Linked DNA regions of Mus musculus: region 1 is linked to region 2. Evidence: chromatin contacts called from public promoter capture Hi-C data. All regions are on one chromosome and are shown on one strand. The core of a region is the stretch at or near the end of the contact, and the rest is flanking DNA. Distances in the headings are between cores, read along the strand shown.

What was found. Promoter capture Hi-C pulls out the DNA fragments that hold promoters and counts their contacts.
Region 1: a promoter capture Hi-C map of liver shows a contact between it and region 2, with 5 times the contacts expected there. The contact joins the enhancer-like site here to the promoter of Tatdn1 in region 2. A contact is called at or near these places in 12 of 39 promoter capture datasets (the C10 cell line, the HPC-7 cell line, cranial neural crest and 8 more), 4 of 15 datasets of contacts at CTCF or cohesin (embryonic stem cells, large pre-B cells and pro-B cells), 13 of 484 Hi-C or Micro-C datasets (B cells, the N1E-115 cell line, bone marrow-derived macrophages and 4 more), 18 of 115 datasets of contacts at active chromatin or transcription factors (the 230-238 cell line, acute myeloid leukemia, bone marrow-derived macrophages and 6 more) and 2 of 9 other capture datasets (adipose tissue and liver).

The regions. Positions count from the first base shown.
Region 1 is chr15:59,196,423-59,199,771 of GRCm38.p6, reverse strand. No RefSeq gene overlaps it. Among named protein-coding and RNA genes, the nearest start is that of Gm36617, 48 kb to the left of the region's middle. Within about 2 kb of position 1,866, at least 177 of the 459 cell types and tissues checked have an H3K27ac peak or open chromatin away from gene starts, as enhancers often do. A contact at or near this core is called in the N1E-115 cell line, adipose tissue, bone marrow-derived macrophages and 6 more, where this site is marked.
Region 2 is chr15:58,932,408-58,935,517 of GRCm38.p6, reverse strand. It overlaps Tatdn1 (TatD DNase domain containing 1), which reads left to right and starts at 1,780. Exons shown (of 12, transcript NM_001368428.1): 1 at 1,780-1,839. The coding sequence starts at 1,818. It overlaps Ndufb9 (NADH:ubiquinone oxidoreductase subunit B9), which reads right to left and starts at 1,717. Exons shown (of 4, transcript NM_023172.4): 1 at 1,580-1,717. The coding sequence starts at 1,680. Gm36559 (a long non-coding RNA gene) reads left to right here and starts at 2,242. Exons shown (of 2, transcript XR_875364.2): 1 at 2,242-3,110.

The sequences.
Region 1 (3,349 bases), core at 617-3,116, 260 kb before region 2:
TTCACAGCAATAAAACCCTAACTAAGACACAGTGATGCTCCTTAGCTCGCAGCCCTGTCTCTGTCTTGGTTATCACTTGCCATCTGGCCCATGTTGACTTTGTGGTCTCTTCTCCCCTCATGTCTTAGTTTATTTTTCTATTGCTGTGATAAGTACTTTGACAAAAGCAATTTAGGGGCAAAAGAGTTTATTTTAGCTTACAGTTAAAGGTCCAGTCTATTATGACAAGAGAGTCGGGGGAGCAGGAGCTTGAAGCAGCTGGTTGTGTAACTTCTTCAGTCAGAAGAGAGCAGTAGGATGCAAGGACTTGAGTGCTCAGCTTGCTTTCTCCAGGCTGGTACAGTCCAAGAGCATAGGGCATGGTGCCACCCACAGTTACCGCTTCATTTAACTTGATGAAGATAATTCTTCATAGATAAGCCCAGAAACCCATTTCACAGGTAATTCTAGTGCCTGTCAAGTTGACAGTCAACACTAGTCATTACACTTATAAGGACACAAGTCACATTGGATTCAGGGCCCAATCTACTCTTTGCAATTAGCTCATCTTAACTAAATACATCTGAAAAGACCCTACTTTCAAATATGTTTGCCTTCTGGATTCCTCTAATAGACTCGAATAGCAGAAGGTGGGGTGTAGGGGAAGACCCCATCAGTGAATTCAGTAAAACTGATGCACATGTACATATGGTTTGTCCATTAACTCTTTTTTTTCTCTCTGGTTAGATTGAAAGACCCAGGAGGCAAGGAATTGGTTTTCTTACTCATCTTTTAATGTCCAGTGCCCAGGCCAGTCTGATCCATGGTATGGGTTCCCTCAATATTTATGTGAAGAATGAATGAGTTTCAAATCTTAGAATGTCCAAGCCATTGAGTCTCTAGGATTAAACTCTCAGAAATCCTAGGTTCCTGGTCACCAGTCACCTATTAGGTCAAGCAAGAAGATACTAAATGGGTAGGCTTACTGCCTCAACCATCCCCAACTCCACTCTAACCATTATTGGGTGTATATCTGTAAGATAAGTTCTGTTTCTATGGGGAAGATGGTTCAGTAGTTAAGAGCATTTGCTGCTCTTCCAGAAGTCTGGAGTTCCATTCTTAGCACCTATGTCAAGTGACTCAGAGCTGCTTCTAACCGCAGGTCCAGGGTACTCTAACAGCCTCTTCTGCGCTCCATTGGCATACACACAGGTGTGTGCATATCCACACACTCATAAGTAAAGATTTAAAAGTGAGGAGACACCATGAGTTTAGACCCCTATTATATACATAAGGAGCAGGTCCTGAGCTGTGAAGGAGACTGCCTGTGGTCACCACCTTGTGGGGAAGAGACAAGGCTGAGACTCGTGTAATTGGCGCCTCACATGAGAACCTTGGCCTCTGCTCCTCTCCTGCCAAGACATCCAATGTGAGGAGCCTTTAGAATTTGCCCTTTCTGGGACCCTGTTCTTCTACCCAGAGCAACTTCTGAGAGAAGCAATGGAGCCTGTGGTATGTGCCCCTTCCCCATAGCTCCTAAGGGCCCTTTGTGCCAAATTATGTGGACATTCCCCAGGCCTATTTTAGACAGATCCATCTGCCAACAGGTCACAAGCCTTCGTGTTCCCCTCTGAGCTGAGTGAGATACACTGGCCTCTCTGCTTGTAAGCACACCCTTTACTTTCTTGGAAACTGAAGCCAAGCAAGGGAGGGTAGGCTCAGAGGCTCTGGATGGAAGGGGTGGGGTGAACTGTCAGAGGAAGGGGTCTGTTTTGCAGACCTGGCTAGAGAAGAAAAAAAAAAAACTGCACTGATTATCTCCCAGGCCAGCTGCAGAAACAAAGGCCTCGGCTCAGCAGCAGGTTATAAATAGCCCAGAGTCCACTCCCAGCCACTTGAAAACAGGGAGATTTTTTCCTGTGTTAGAGGAACAGGGCTTTAAGCTATGCTAGCTCTTTCCACATCTCCCCACCCCCGAAGGGCTGTGATTTAAGTCTTAGCACCATTGCTGGGAGCAAGGATCGCACTGCCCCGATAAACAATGATTAATTCATTGCCAAGTTCAAAACAGAAAAAAAAGTAAAAGAAAAAGGCATTCCTTTGGAAGCCTTCCCTTTCATTTGGCACAGACACTGACCCATGAGACCAACAGGGCAGTTTCTCTGCAAGCTCATAGCCCTGGCTTTTCCTGGGTCCTCTCTGGAACTGGATACACAGGGATGGAGACAAGGCAGGGTGTACGGAGACTGGAATTGCTAACGTGGGAGATGGGAAAGAGCAGGTATGAACTTGACTGTGTACTCAGGTGCTCTGAGATGAACAGATCCAGTGTGGGGGATGGTACTTTTACATTCACTCTAGAGGGCAGCCACCCCATAACTGAAGAAAATGAGGAGTCAGGTCTCAGTGTGAACATCCTTGACACCACCCCCACCCCCACCCTGGACCCACTCACTGCGACCCAAAGCACCATTTATATCCACCCCTTATCTGACCTTCACAGCAACTGTTGTGTTTTTTTACTAAGATGTGCCCACTTATTATTTTAAAAGCTTAAAATTTTCAGGGGGAAAAAAAAGACATAAAATGCTAAGGCTCTGAGACAGTCACATTTGTGCAAACATCTTTTCTTATTGTACATACAGATGGATTTAATTTACCTAAAATTATGGCCTTGGAAAGAGGTAGACGGAACGGGGCCTGGAGAGGTAGCTCAGGTGGTAGAGTGCTTGCCTTGCGTGCATGAAGCCCCGGCATCATAAACTGCCTGTGGTGGTGCATATTTACATTCTAGCACTCAGGAGGGCCAGAAGTTCAAGGTCACCTTGGTCACCAAAGCAAAATGTAAGCCAGCCTGGGATACATGAGACCCTGTCTAAAAGAGGAGGGTGAGACATTCAGCTAGGTACCTGAGGAAGGTTTAAATCGGGAATTATGGGTGTGGGCAGAGTTAGGAAAGGCAGCAAGGACTCCCGAAGAGCATTGCCCAAGAGCAATGGACAAAAGCTGTAACTGCTTGTGGGGCTGAAGGGCAAGTGATGGAAACAGAGCTTGCTGGGAACTGTAGCCTTAGAAGAGACACAGCCAGCCCTGGCAAGCCAACAGAGACGGTACTAGAGGAATAACCACCGCCCTTACCTCACGCTCCTCCCATACCCCAGCTACTGATGCCTCCTGCTGACCAACTTAGTGGGCAGGGAGTTAGAGTTGGCAGCCAACACCTCAGTAGGGTAGGCAGGAGAGGCCAGCATGAAGCATCCATTGTGCCCACTATGATCCTGCGTTTATTTTCCAGTGGCAAATCAAACCATGTCTAACGCATGAATGAGCATCATCAACAGTATCTCTGGGTAGATGGATATGCAGCCAA
Region 2 (3,110 bases), core at 531-3,030:
TTTGAGAATATAATCAGCATGAGGAATTAAAAAAAAAAAAAGCTTGGTTTTAAAGAATTTGGATAAACTCAGTTTAGTAGATAGCAGATGACCTCATAGACAACTAGAAATACAGCTAATTCAAGCACCAACACTGAGGACATCCTAAGGAGACACAGTGCCTAAGACAGAGCCTTAGGCGGAACCAGTGAATGTCCTAGAAGACAAATGAGGGCTAGGGGGATGTGGCTCAGTAGGTAAAGTACCATGCAAGCATTAGGACCGAGTTTGGAGTCCTAAAACCCACGTAAAGCTAGACATGGGAGCACACATCAGTGGTCCCAGCACCCCTCCTCAGGACGACAGGATGTGACAGATGCCCACAAGTTTACAGGCCAGCTGGCCTAGCATGCCAGCAGTGCTGTCCCAACAAGGAGGAAGGCAAGGTTGTCACACAGGTGATATCAACACGGGTTTTTTTGTTTGTTTTGTTTTAAGGGAACTGATGCGGACAAGGACTAAGAAAAGATGTCAGCTTTCAAATCTGTTAGTGCTGTCATAGTAGCTAGTTTGATTATTCCCTCCATGAATATGAGCCCTAATATCTCCAACTGTACTATAACACTGTCTGGATTCTTGAAGTCTTAACTTCTTCAGTAACACTGTTCCTTCTGAGTTTCCCCGTCACGTTCCCCGTTAATCCATGGGATTGCAGCTCAAAATCAAGGGTTAACTGTCATTTATTTGCCATCCAGAATGGACGCTGAATTGCAAATTCTGTTAAATAAATAAGAAAAACTTAGGAAAGAAGCTAGCAACTGTTCAGCATTGTACACTGCACCAGCCTGCATAACAAAGAGATGTAACCACAAACTTGTATCCTAGGATTCCAGGGTTACCCTCTGCAGGTCTTACAGGGTTACTTGATTTTCCATCTTTTTCTTGGAAGTCCTCCTTGTGGGATTAGGTTTTAGGGTAAGAGTGTAGCGGTATGGGACTTACACATCTTCGGTTGTCACTGCCCCTTGCATTTCTTTTAGGTCATGAAAGTCTACACGTTTTAACACTATATTGTTGTTTGTTTGTTTGTAAGAAGGGTATTTTTTTTTTTTTGGCCTAGCCTCAAACTCATAATGTAATGGAGAATATCTGTCTCCCCCAACATATGCCACCGTATGAGACTTAACGAGAAGACTAGTAACAATGGTTAAAGAAATAAAATGACGTAGGAGGTGGAATAGAATGAGCCTGCTTATCTGTAAAATCAGGCTAAAATAATCACTAATATCTGAGTTACTCTGCAAACTAAAGATAATGGACAAATTACTGTTAAGGTTAGGGACGACAGAGTCATAAAAACGTTAGCTTTAGATCCATGACAATGACAGTCCTAGGTACTTTTTATTTCTTCATGCAACTTTCTACGCTGGGTCCTGGTTGCGCCCCACACAATCATCTCCGCCAGATCAAGCAGAGAGGACTGCATCGGGACCCGGGTTCAAGGGCGGGCTCCCTTCACTGTGTCCCCCAAGTCCTTGATCAGCCTGGCCCACGGGGCCCCTCGGCTTCCGTCCCCGAGCCCCGGGTCCCCTCTCCCCACCTGTGGATACACCATGACTCGAGGTGGCGCAGCGCGCGCTTATACAGCCGCAGCACCTTCTGCTGGTGGGTCAGGTAGGCCGGGGGAGCGCAGAACGCCATAGCGTCCGGCTCACCTTCAGCGGCCGCCGCGGGGGCTGCCGGGAACCCGGAAGCGGGCGGTTGTGAGGCGGAACCGGAAGGACGAGCGTGCTCTGAGCCACTTCCGCTTTTCCCTGGGAGGAGCCTGCCGCGCCGTCATGAGTCTCTTCAAGTTCGTGGGTAAGGGCAGGTTTGTCTTGGTCGTGAGCCTCGCTGACAGTCCCGGGTCCCCTTTTCGCGGCATGGCCTTTCCAGGGCACGGAAGATGCCCGGAGGCCTCGCGTGCTGGCAATGACTGATCTGGTTCTTGCTGGAGGATGGTTTCCCTAGTGCATGTTCATTTATGAGCATTCCCGGGCAATGAATCATTGTGACTTGTGCTTTTTTTGTGTGTGTTTAATTCAACTGGAAAGAGAGGAATAGGTGTGGGGTGTGCTTCAGCCGTAGACTGATCGCCTAGCATGGGCTAGTCCCCGAGTCCTCCCATCTCTCAAAAAGCACCGCCCCCCAAGCCAATCACTTTTCTTCTGTCTTTCGTGAACTCTTCTACATGGCCGGCCTGACAGTCCCTCCAAGGTACCGGTTCACTCAGTCATCCCTTCATACCACAGACAACTCTGGGAGGCTTGACATTGAGTCCCGGGAATGTGGCCAAGTCCTGCTCACAGGCCATCTAGACATAAACGGGAGTCCTCAGACGGGAGGGGGTGGCAAATTGTGTCGCCTCGCAAGTTCCACGATCCATCCGACAGCTGGAGAGTGCGGCAAGGATTCAAAATGGGGGACATTGTAAGAGTCAGGGTTGGAAGGATAACTTGGAACCCTAAAGTCTCGATTACTTAAATTTCACTTCTATTGGGAGTGGCGTTCCAATGAAGGCTTTTCAGCAAATCTTTGAGTGCCAGTTGTACGGAAAGAGTCTTGCCTTCTGGGATACCGATGTGGGTAGTCTCAGTATGAACCTCGTCGTTGTGGACTTTCCCTGCTATTTAAGGGTGGGAAGTGACAGGGAGGAGGTTACCCTGATAGTCGTTTTGTAGATTTTGTGGCAGATAAGGGGACGAATGTAAGTATTTCAGGTTTTGCAAACAGGGAAAAGAATAGAAAAAGAGAAATGGGATGGTTGTGCATAGCATTTAGCACTGACTGTTCATGCCTGTTGTGGGAAGTGAAGACCCAAAGATGGCAGGTTAAGAAATACCTAGGCCATCTGGATCTAATAGATTAGGTCCATTCGTGAGTTAAAGGACATCCAAATAGAGACATCCTCCGAGCACTCAAAAGTGGAATCAGGAGAGTGGTTAAGGTTATACAGTAAAATCTGAGAGACACCTTAAGCAATATATTTTCCCAAGACACTGTATTTAAATATGGAGTTGTGAGAAATCTAGTCGTGAGTTAGTTTCCACACCAGAGACGTGAGGCCTATGGCCAGTCAAAGCAAACGTGGG